2 separate regions of the Rattus norvegicus genome follow, and region 1 is linked to region 2. A link is a contact called in public Hi-C data. All regions are on one chromosome and are shown on one strand. Each heading gives the region's core, a stretch centred on a gene start, on an enhancer-like site or on the middle of the called end of the contact. The rest is flanking DNA. Distances are from core to core; before and after follow the strand shown. Region 1 holds the start of Ppm1l (protein phosphatase, Mg2+/Mn2+ dependent, 1L). Region 2 holds the start of Kpna4 (karyopherin subunit alpha 4).

Region 1 (5,870 bases), core at 2,416-4,915, 190 kb before region 2:
AACTCGCACAGGTAAACCATCCCTCCCTTGGCTATGGCTGCCACAGCATGGCAGACTTCCAGCTGTTTGAGCTGTCTTCAGTAACTCTCCATTGAGTCCTTCCAACACAGTAGGGCTGATTCACCTCGAATTCATTATCACCCCCTCTCTTTTTTGTTTTTTGTTTTCTTTAGATAAACTGCTCCCAGAAGCTGCTTAAGCAAGTGGCCCAAGGTCACAGCTGACGTGAAGAAACAGAGATTCAAAGCCAGCACCTGAGTCAAGCACACACTTTTTCAGGGCACGTGTGGCTCTGAGCTCGGCACTGGGCAGATTAAAGCAGGAGAAGGGCCAGCCCCTGCCAGCCTACGCCCCATAGCCAGACCCGATGTTTAACCACAAATAGCCTTCCCTCTTCATCTTCTTATAGTCAATGGTGACCTCCTGGAGCTTTACCTCCCCTACTTCTCAGTCTGGTGTAAATGAAGTTCCCAGAACACTGGAAGCACACTGCAGGGTCACTTTTGGTCTAACAGTCACTCTTATTAGACGGGGATTTCTCAGGAGGGCAGAAGTTCTGTCCGGTCACTTTTGTATCCCTAGAGGGCTAATGCATCTAGGTAAATACGCAAGCCTACTATCCAGTGAAAAGACCAACAAACCAAAAGCCTCAGACTGGCCATGTAGCCTGAGGGAGGGCACAATTTCTCTAGCTATCTGCACCTCGTCTAAAGAACGGGATGAATTGATAAGGATGAAATATATAAGCACAAGTCAAGTTCCCTTCTGAGTCTAAATCTGTGTGGCTTATTTTATCAGTATGAACTATCACGAATAAAATACAACTCATTTGGGGATGGGGATTTAGCTCAGTGGTAGAGCGCTTGCCTAGCAAGCGCCAAGGCCCTGGGTTCGGTACCCAGCTCCGGGGGGAAAAAAAAATACAACTCATTTAACCTCTGTGTTGTGTATGGCCATGTATGTGTACTTACATCCAGAAAAAGGCACCTTTTCTGAGAGGCTGTAACTATCAACATATATATATATACATATATATATATAAACACACACACACACACACATATATATATATATATATATATATATATCTCAACCTATAGATATAGATATATCACGCAGTGGCACCCTCCTCTGGTGAATGCTAAAGGAACCAAGAACACAAATGGCAGGAACTAGATGCTGGGACTGCCTTAAAACGATGTAACAAGAGAATAAAAAAAGAAAAAAAGCAAGAGAGAAGTCACTCAGCAGTATCTGTTACTATCACCATCCCAATAGCACATTTATAGAACTCCCGATTTTTTTCTTTCTTCAGGTAAAACAAATGCAGAGACACTTACCTGACTGCACCTGATTGGAGGAGAAACTACAGCTACTCTATTTTTGTGAGAATTGATAATGTTAACTATTTTGCAAACAGCAAGAATTTGAACGTTAGGCACCATAAAAGGCATTTCACGGTTTGGCTAATAGTGGTCACCTTCTCACTTAACACTTATTTAGATGTGTGCAGTGAAAGTGGAAAACACTTTGAATTAAAGGAAAGTGTCCACTGCAGCCTTTCCAGGGCAGCGTATTTATCCAGACACTGCTAGGAACGTTTCAGCTGAAACTTTTCGCTCTGCAGACAAATGTAATCGTTCAATCGAGTGCAAGTGCCAATGTCACATTTAGTGTTCTACACTGCCCGGTGTTCTACAACACTGCTATTCCATCGAAACTTCCAAAGGTGTGCTTTCAAAAGCCAGAAGCAGATTATCTGCAACTGTTCTACTGCAGATTTATAATAACTATGTTTATTAAATTATTTACAGGGGAGAGGCTCACAGCTTGCTTCCCCCCCACTGAGTCTAGGCACATAAAATGACATTATGACTCCGTCATTAAACAGCCACCCTTAGTAATTGGTATCTTTTTGCTCACTCTGCAGTGTCTCCTATCTCAATTAGCCTCCTGTCTTTGAGCTATCCTGTGGCCAAGGGGAGGAGAACTCCAAACCATCCTGAGACTACAAAAGTACAATGAATGAGAAACTTTCATTCTGAAGAACACATTATAAATGGGCAAAGGGCACCCCTTTGTTTGTTTGTTTGTTTGTTTGTTTAAAGATTAATTCCAGTCTTATCACCTAAGTTTTCCAAATGTTTGAAATGTTTGGTATTCTCACTGTACCTGGGCAACATTTGCAAACGGTGAGTGGAGAGCACAGATAAGACAACCAACTGAAAGCTTCCTCAGACCAAGAACAAGTAAACACAGCTCCCTGGAACCCATCCAGGAGCTGAAGAACCGTAAGACTGCGAAGGAAAGAGGAAGAGGAAGGGAGGGTAAAGGGAGAAAGGAATACTGCCAAGAAAGACGTAGGGAAGCGTGAAGCAATGCAACAGTTACAAGTGTCCAACTGAGGCAGATGTCAGGAGTTGCTCTGGAGACACATTTTAACACTCACTTCCTCTGGGCAGAAGGCCAAGGGCAGGACCTCTGGGAAACCTGAGACTCCACACGCCCAGAGTGTCGAATGTCACAGAAATAAGCCAGTACGACCTATAGCGGGCTTTAGCCTATTTCCTGCTCCCAGATAAACCCCAAACAGAGGCTTATAGAAGGAAGAGGACATCAGTATCCCCAAGCTGGCCACCGCACAGAGGTCAGGTGTGGCTACCGCCGGCTCTGCGCGTACAGCCACCTCTGCAAAGGCTAGGCAACCAAATCCCACCACCAGCGAGGCACCCTGTCCCCGGTCCGATTGCTCTAGCAAAGTTGGCAGAGTTGAAAAGAAGCGTTGCAGCTAGGGAGTCCTTCCCTAGCGCGAAGGGAATATAAGTCACAGCTTCCTTCACAGGATCTACCCAACTGGTGCAGGCTTCTTCCCTTAGGGGTACACGGAAGACACTATCTTCCTTAACCCGCCTCGAACTCTAGAATCGGGACACTGAGGCCCGGTGATAAAATTCACTGCATCTATTACTCATTCTCCCCGGAAAACTAGCAGTTATTAACTGGCCTCTGACCTTGGGAACTTTATATTAAAAATGCCACGGAATATCCAGTGTGTGTCTCTCGGCTAAACTGAACGCTCTCGTATCCAAGAATTCCTTGGCAGGGTCTTGGGAACTTCACTCGCCTTTGTCATCACCACGCCCCTCTCGCCCAGATCCGACCCGCGCCACGCACTAGACGCCTGGTTATTTACACACACATAAACCCAGAGAACTCCTACCTCGCCGCCGTGACCGTCAAAGATTCCGAAGATGGACGGGTGCGTCTTGTTGGCCAGATCCGTTAGAACTTCGAAGCGATCTTCCATGTGGTCTCTCCGGCCCTGGATGGAGTACACCGCAACATTATGGCTCTTGAATTCCCAGGTCTTGGAAAACTCGGCCTCCAGCACATCAAGTCCTCCAAGACGATCGTTCTGCATAATCTCGGCCACCTTGCCCTTCACCATCTTCACCGCGTCCCGGCTGGACTTGACGATGGTCTTCACTTCGTCCGTGTGGAAGAAGTAACTCCACAGAGCCAAGCTGATGCACAGCAGAAAAAGCGTCTCGGGTCTCAGTAAGAAGTAGCGCATGATGCGACCCAGCAGAGACAGCAAAGTCATTGTATCCTCTATCATTTATTATCCCTAGAGCCCGACCAGCAGCAGCAACGCGCGCCCCGCAGCTCGCGGGGTCCGAGTACTGCGGGCACAGCCCGCGGGGACCAAGGCGGAGAGGCAGCCCGGGCCAATAGGATGAACCCACGGCGGCCCCCAACAGTCGTCCAGAATGATGGCAGTTTCCCTTTTGTCTGGGCAGCCCGAAGGCCCGTGCCCGCCGCCCGCGCCGCCTTCCCTCCCCGCGCTCTTTGTGAGACCGCAGCGACGGCGGCGGCGGCGGCCGCCGCGGGTACCGCGGGTGGGCGACAGGAATCAAGTTAAAGTTGCGCCGAGCCGCTCAGCAACGGTGAACAGGATTTCGGGGTGCCGTTGCCCGCGCGGTCCCGTTGGGGATCCCCCCCTCGCAGTTCCCGGGAGCGATCGGCAGGTGAGGAAGCGCAGGGCGCAAGAGCCCGGCTGCGAGGGTTGCACGTTCCCTCGATCGCCGTTGCAGGCGAGCTTGGGGACGAGACAGCGGAACGCTGCGATTTCGTCACACATCCAGGGGGGTCCCCGAGACAATAAAAGTTTTGCCGGTGCCTGGGCAAAGGCAGGGGGACACCGAGCCGGGAAACGCAGCACGATGGGTGCGGAGCCGCCGGCAGGCTCTGCCTGCCTCTCCCCGGCACCTCGCAGCTCGGCTCGGCTCGGCTCGGCTCCGCTCGGAAGCTCCCGGCTCCGCTCGCGCTCGCCCCGCCCCGCCCCGCCCCGCCCCGCCCAGCCCTGAGAGCGGCGCTTCCAGACCTCGTACGGCTCTCACCCCGCTAGGAGCCCGAAGGAGCTCTCCCGGGCGCACGTGGGCAGCAGGCGGGTCGGGGAGAACCGCGGGGGTGAGCGGCGAATCCAGAGGCCCAGATCTAGCGGATTGTCAATTCTGCGTTGGAGGCCGGCTTCCGGGAACAATGAGACAATGACGTGAGTTCACTGAATGTTAGTTTCTTGGGCGGCACGGCTGCTCGCTGTGGAGCCGGGAGCTGTACCTGAGCGCCTCCCCCTCCGGCACGTAACACAATGGTACGGTCCACGCCAGGCCCTTCGTAGGGCTAGCGAGATGGGACATATTTCTCCCGGCTCGGGACTCGAAAGTGAGTGATTACTTCGGCCACCCGAGGCAGTCTCCACTCCCACAGAGACCCGCCAGGATCTCCCGAGAGGCAGGATTTGGACCCGGACCCCAACAACTATGTCTCTCTGACTGCAGAACCGGGTATCCCAGAACCGGAAGCTAGACTTGTAATGACAAAGGCGGGAGGTCCAGGAAGGGCTGGCCTCTGAAGACAGGGACTGTGCTGGTGACCACTCTTCCGAGGAGACATGGAGTGTCCCTCAGCGAGCGACTGTGCCCATGGTTCAGGTTAGAAGTCCTCTGGAGGCTTGGAAGCGACAACCACCTCCTCAATCCCCGCCGAAGATGGGGGTGGGAATTTGAGTAAGCAAAGGTGGACTTCAGCAGAATAACTTGAAATGTGGGCGAGGACTGGTCGCCTAGAATATGAAACAAGTGGTCTTTAGGGGAAATTTTCCATTCCCTCTACCCCTGTCCACGAAGAACGGTGCTGATCCACTGGACCTCCTGATACCCTCCCAGCCAACGCGTCCCCCAAACACTTCTTTTGATCCCAATTATGTTTTGAGATATAAAGTATAATTACTGCAATGAAATAAAGCAAAATGTTCACAGTTGGCAACTAAAGTAACTAGGCAATTTACATTATCTTCAGATTTTTGTCTATTTTCCATAACGGCTAAAGTTTCTTCCTAGCAACCTAGACTTCCCTACCAACAGCGACAAAAAAGCACGCTTAAGTATTTAAATAATCTGACCCCAATAGGAAAGGAACATGAGGAACTGTTAACTAGGATATGGTCTTCAGTATATGATTATGGCTATGGCTTTCAATATTGTCCACCTGATTGAGAAACTATTAGTTTAAACAAACTGGGTCATTTCATTCAACATTCAAGAGGTTCCAAAATTAGATAAGAAACGAAAAATTCTTTAAGAACTGTAATTTGAGAGGATAATAACAGCACATCCGAGGTGCATTCTTAGTTTTCCATACAACTGTGTTTCCTCCAACAAACACACTTTGTAGATAAACTGATAAGGATGAGTCTGGCCTCCCAAGAAGTCACTAGTGGTAAAATTCCAAGCCCAAAGGTCCTCTGGGTCCTCTGCCTGAACTCGGCATTCCAAGTACTAGGATTAGAGAAGACACAACTAGGTATG
Region 2 (5,925 bases), core at 1,616-4,115:
CATTCTTGTTTTGCTCAAATAATCACAAACCCTTAGGACAACCCACCCCCCCTCTCTCCTCTTTACACCAAAATTTTCTTATCCTAAACCCACCCTTCCCTTCTTTCATTTTATTTTTGAAACAGGCTCTTGCTCTGTAACCTAGTCTCACAGAGAGCTCAGACTCATATATTTCCAAGTGCTGACATCACAGGTATGGTTTACCACACTTAGATCTCATGTGTTTTCTTTCAGACACAGGATCTCTCAAGTGTCTGCAGACTGGCTTCAGAATTCTGGAGCTTACTGTCCAAGTCTCCTACATCTGGGGACTATAGCATACACAACTATTAACTGGTTTAGTTATATTTTAAAATATACTAGTGCCCAGCATGTAAATCCAGTATTATTTCAACTAAATCAATCTTTGGAGTATAAAAATATATGAGGGAGAGAGTCCCCAAGTATGGGACCTGAGTTAGTTCCACAGCAAAGCCAGTGCAGGCGTCTATGCTTGATCCCAGCACTGGGAGGCCAGCACTGGGAGGTGGAGGCAAGTGGACAAGGCAGTTCATCTTAGATGATGAGCTTCTGGTTCAGTGAGAAACCTTGTCTCAGGGCCATAGGGTGGAGAGTAGTAACGATGTGAGACCTCATTTTTTTTAAAGATTTATTTATTATATATAGTACACAGTAGCTGTCTTCAGACACTCCAGAAGAGAGCATTAGCTCTCATTACTCATTGGTTGTGAGTCACCAGGTGGTTGCTGGGATTTGAACTCAGGACCTATAGAAGAGCAGTCAGTGCTCTTAACCACTGAGCCACCTCTCCAGCCCAATGTGGGACCTCTTTCTCTGTCCTCATTTGCACAAAGATGTGTATACCGAAATATGTCTACATACCACCCACACAAAATGAACTTCGTCTGAATTTTAAGTTCTGAATTCAACTTACATTCAAATTAACCTTTGGTGTGAATTACTTCCAAAGAGTTTGTTTGCCAAGGCCAGCAGAAAGTATGCAAAATACCAAAGACTATTTGAAAGGCATTACTCTGTATCTAAAGGGTTTAGTTTCCACCATTCCTCCCATTATAACTAATCTTCAAGAGACTCCTATCCTGTGGTTCTCTTTATCCCTCATTCCCGAAAGAACTTTATCCTGTCTAATCCATTGTCTTTGTATTATACTTTTAAAAAAACACCCTCCTTTGACTTTAAACGTGTTTATGAAATATTTGCACCCTAAACGTTCATTTCTGCCCAAACAAAATATGCCAGAAAGAACCAGAAGCCAAAAGTTCCCAAGGGGTTTTGTAATAGGGTCTTTTGCAAAGTTCAAACACATTTAGCTTCCTCGTTCCTTCTGACTCCGAATTGCCACTGCTTCAGAAAATCACACACATTTGAGGAACTAATATTTGGTAAATGAACACAAATTCGTTTGTTTGTTTGTTTGTTTGTTTGTTTGTTTTTAGACAGAGTATTATGATGTAGCTCAGGTTGGCCTCAAACTCATATTCACCTGCCTTTGCTAGGTTTAAAGTATGGACCACCATGCTCAGCTTAAATATAATTTTGAAAGCATTTCCTCACTCTTTTCTGAACCTCGAGCCTCCAGCATAATTAGCCCCTTCTAATGAGTTGTAGCTCTATTTTTTATCTTGACATGAATGCGGGAGAGGAGAGGGGGAGTATCACTAAACTGCTCAGAGTGGCTTTGGACTCTTGGTCTGGCTGGCCTTGCTCTTGGGATACTTCTTTAACTGCTCCTCCTCACGCCCAGTAGCTAAGATTACAAACCGCGTCACCAGTCCGGAGCTCTTCTGAAAAATTTGAGAGGCTTTTTTGTATCTGTTTTACTTCCGCCTTTGGTTACAATGTTCCTGGTTAAGAGGTATCTTTGGGATTAACTTCCTTTATCAAGAGTCACAATGTTGCATTTGCTATGTCAAGGATCATAGTCGTCATTCTCTATAAATTAATACTTTGTGATCAAGCAGTTTAATTTTCCAAGAGAAACTGGCCAAAAAGGCAATTAGTTTCTACCTGTTGCAGGAACTTGGTCAGAGGCCCCTTTCCTTTTCCTACCCGGTCCCTCTAGTTTTCCCTTCAGTTTTCTGAATGCACATCGCCCTAGCCAGTCCTAGTCCCGATGCCTAGCCCTAGGATGGTTCGCAGTTCCCTGGACAGGACTCAGGGTTTAGGACTCGGAATGGAGCTTAGACACACCTCTTTGCCTTCCAAAGTGAATGAAGCGCTCAAGTAACACCGGAGGAGAAAAGAACGAAGTTCAGAACCCCAGTACCCAAGGCTACCCGGACAATCGTACCACCATAACCAGGACCACTATACCCTCCCCAGGACCACCCTCTCCCGGGTCTGCTTCTCTTTGGCTGCCTCCGGTTTCTCCCTTGGCGCGCGGCCCCTCCCCTCCCAAGCCTCTGCGCCCCGGCCCTTTCCTGCCCCAGACTCTCCCTTCCCCTTTCCTTTCGCTCTTCCGCCCCCGCTCTCCATCGCCCCTTTTGATTGGCCAAGCACGCCGGAGCCCGGCCGGCCAATAGGCGGACCGGGTTGGCGACGATGGGCGTGGCCGCAAAGCCGGGCCCTCAGATCGAGGCTGCCTCCCCCTCTCAGCCGGCAGCACATTCCGCCGCCGTTGCCGCCGCCGGCCCCGCAGTCGTCTTCGCCAGAGCTGCTGTGGTACCCGGGCTCAGGGCAGGCGAGGGCAGCCAAGGAGCGGAGGCCGGGGAGGCCGGGCGAGAGGAAGGGAGCGGACGGGCGGGCGGCGCAGGCGGCGGCCGGCTTCCTGGGAGCGTCGGTGCGGCGCGGTGGTTGGGGCGGATCCCGCGGGGCCCGGGCGGGGGGGGAGAGTCGCCGGCCCGGCCATGGCGGACAACGAGAAATTGGACAACCAACGGCTCAAGAATTTTAAGAACAAAGGCCGCGACTTGGAGGTACAGTGGGGTCTGCGGCCTCCGGCCCCGGCGGGACGCGGGGTTCGTACGGAGTCGGGCGGGCGCGGCGGCCGGCATGGCGCTGGGCGGGCGGGCGAGCGGCCGTGACGCGGGCGCCGCGCCGGGAAGTTTGTGCCGGGCCTGCTCCGCCTCCGCCGGCGACAGCGCCCGGGCCCGCCGGGTGCGGCCTAGGCCTGTTCTGCCGAGCCGGCCAGACACGAGTGCGGGCGGCCGGAATATCGGCTGCGGCGGAGGCCCAGCAGCGGCGGAAGCTCCGGCTCTGCTCCGGCCCCGACGCCAAGCGTCGCGGGCGGAGGGCGATGGGGGAGCGAGCGGCGACCTCGTAACTTCTCAGGGCCTAAGACGCTTCCACGTTCAGGAGGTTTTTCTAATCACCCCGACTCTGGTTTTACTCCAACGTCCAAACTACAGGAGTCAACTTCTCCGCTGGAAAGAAAAAAAAAAAGCACCCCCGCCTCTCGCGGGGGTCCTGGTGATGCTAGCAGTGCCTTCCAGCGGCCTGGGTTTCACTCTGGTCCTAGCTGATTCAAGATGTAGCTCACGATGTGCCCTTTTCCAGTCAAAGGATCGCCTATCCCCAACCCCTTATTTGAGCCTGTCCACAGATCTTTTTACTCCTCTCGGAGAAGAGATCACCAGTTTGCATTCTTACATAGAAAGCCCAAAGGGTTATTCAAAGCTGTCATCCTCTAGTCTTCAGTATTCTTTCCCTCCACCTCCTGGTGGTGATGGCAGTGAGGAATCGGGTAGGCTGTGGACTGACACCATCACGTATTATTTTAAAAGGGAAAAGAAGGCTTCGTTGTCATAGACACAGCTACTTCCAAGGTTCGATGTATTAAACACACAGTTTCTTTCCATTGTGACTTTTTTTTTAAACATAGGGAATTATTTTTTAAAACACAAGGCGTTCTAAGCTTAGAGTTTAGCTTCTTATCCCCATGTGTTCTTGTAACTGATCTTCAGACTGCTGTGGTCCGTTTCTGAACTTGAGCATTTGCGGGCTAGAGATGGCAACTTTTGTTTACTTTTCCCAATGCCATTCAGTCTTTTAATGTAGTTTGCACTGTTTTAGCTTATTGCAGTAGTTAGAACTGTATGTTCCAGGGTGTGTGTTCCCAGAGCTCGTTTGACGGTTAATGAAGCTTTGTGATCATTTTTTATAGTGAAAGAAATTTTTAAAATAATTTTTTTGGATTTATTTTATGTATAGGGGTGTTTTGTCCGGATGTGTGTGTGTGCATCCATGTGTGTGCCTGGTGTCCAAGGAGGCCAGAGGACAGTGGCCCATCCCCTGGAAGTGGAGTTACAGCCAATTGTGAGCTGCTATGTGGGTGCTTAGAACTGAACCACTGAACCATTTCTTCAGCTCCCAAATTTAATATTTTTATTGGAGTAATTTATATGTAACAGAAGCCAACTTTTTAAATGTATAATTCATAGTTGTCATTAAATTTGTATGTTGAACAATGCTGATTTATTTTTACTAATAAAAATATTTAGAATGGGAAAATCACAAGTTAGGAAATATAAAACTGATAAATACTGCAAAGTTAGAAATTTCAGAAAAATATCAGGTAGCCAACCAATCTAATTCTTTTGCTTCCTATTTCTAACAGGTTCCTTGAAATGTGATTTACATGCTATACAATTCACCCAGATAAAGTGTTTGGGTTTTTTTTTTAAAGATTTATTTATTGTATGTATGAGTGCACTGTCACTGTCTTCAGACACTCCAGAAGAGGGCATCTGATTCCATTACACATGGTTGTGAGCCACCATGTGGTTGCTGGGAATTGAACTCAGGGCCTTTGGAAGAGCACAGTGCTCTTAACTGCTGACCCATCTCTCCAGTCCATAAAGTCGTTTTTAATGTGTTTAAATAGTTGCACAATCAACACCTAAGTCAAATCTCCAAATATTTACTGCTCTTTAAAGAACCCCTGATATAAGTCATTCTTTCTCAGCTACTCCAGCTCAAAACAATGTTTTGATTGCCTATTCTGAATGCTTCATGTAAATAGAATGTACATTTTATGATATGTTGTGGCTACCTGACTTGAAGGTTCATCCATACTGTAACAAGAATGTTTCTTAGGTCTGAATAATGTGCTTGCCTATAGTTATACCACATTGTGTTTATATGTGTTCATCTCTATGGAACTGTGGTTAACCCTTTTTATCAGGTATATATTACTGGTATAAGCATTTATATACACATTCTTGTGTAACATGTTTACTTCTTTTGGTTACAAACCTAGAATGCTAGATGATACTGGAACTTTACATCTAACGTTTTATAGGGTTACCAGACTTACTTTCTCCCTTTCCACCCCTCCCTCTTGTTCTTTTTTTTTTGGACAAGGTCTCATTATGTAGCTGTAGCCCAGGATAGCCTTACACTCTCAATCTTTCTCCCTTATCCTCCTAAATACTATATTTTATTGGCATTATCCCTGATTCTCCCTCCCAAGTTCTGGGATTGCATGTGCCACCCCACCCTGTTTTAAGTTTTTGTGACTACCTGACAAATACACAAACACAAACACAAACACATACACACGATATTACCCTTACTATGTATTTCTTGCCACTACAGACTAATAAATACTGAATCTACCTGGCTACTATGATAGGTGACTTAAAGTTAGGTATAAATGCATATTAGACATATTTTGATATTATGTCGGTAGCCACTATCTAATGACTGGATCCATGTATGTGCATTAGAAATTAGAATATTTTCATTTTTCTACCTATAAATATGATGTGACTAAAAATTATTTCTGTGACTTACTCAAGATCACATAAGTGGGTGTTGTTCACTTGTAAATCATAGTATGTACAATGCCTTGGGTTTGATCCTCAATACCACAAAAGAAAACAAAAGCTTCTAGAAATGATGAGTTCTTGTAATGAGACAGAAACATCTTTTATTACTTCTAGACAGTCTGTTTGTTGTATTGTT

What was found. Hi-C and Micro-C count contacts between places; a contact is called where the count stands out from the background.
Region 1: a Hi-C map of Schwann cells shows a contact between it and region 2, with 2.6 times the contacts expected there. The contact joins the promoter of Ppm1l here to the promoter of Kpna4 in region 2. A contact is called at or near these places in 3 of 12 Hi-C or Micro-C datasets (Schwann cells, frontal cortex and mammary epithelial cells).

What each region holds. Positions count from the first base shown.
Region 1 is chr2:155,874,400-155,880,269 of GRCr8, reverse strand. Ppm1l (protein phosphatase, Mg2+/Mn2+ dependent, 1L) reads right to left here and starts at 3,665. Exons shown (of 4, transcript NM_001107681.3): 1 at 3,221-3,665. The coding sequence starts at 3,619.
Region 2 is chr2:155,687,691-155,693,615 of GRCr8, reverse strand. Kpna4 (karyopherin subunit alpha 4) reads left to right here and starts at 2,865. Exons shown (of 17, transcript NM_001014793.1): 1 at 2,865-2,936. The coding sequence starts at 2,868.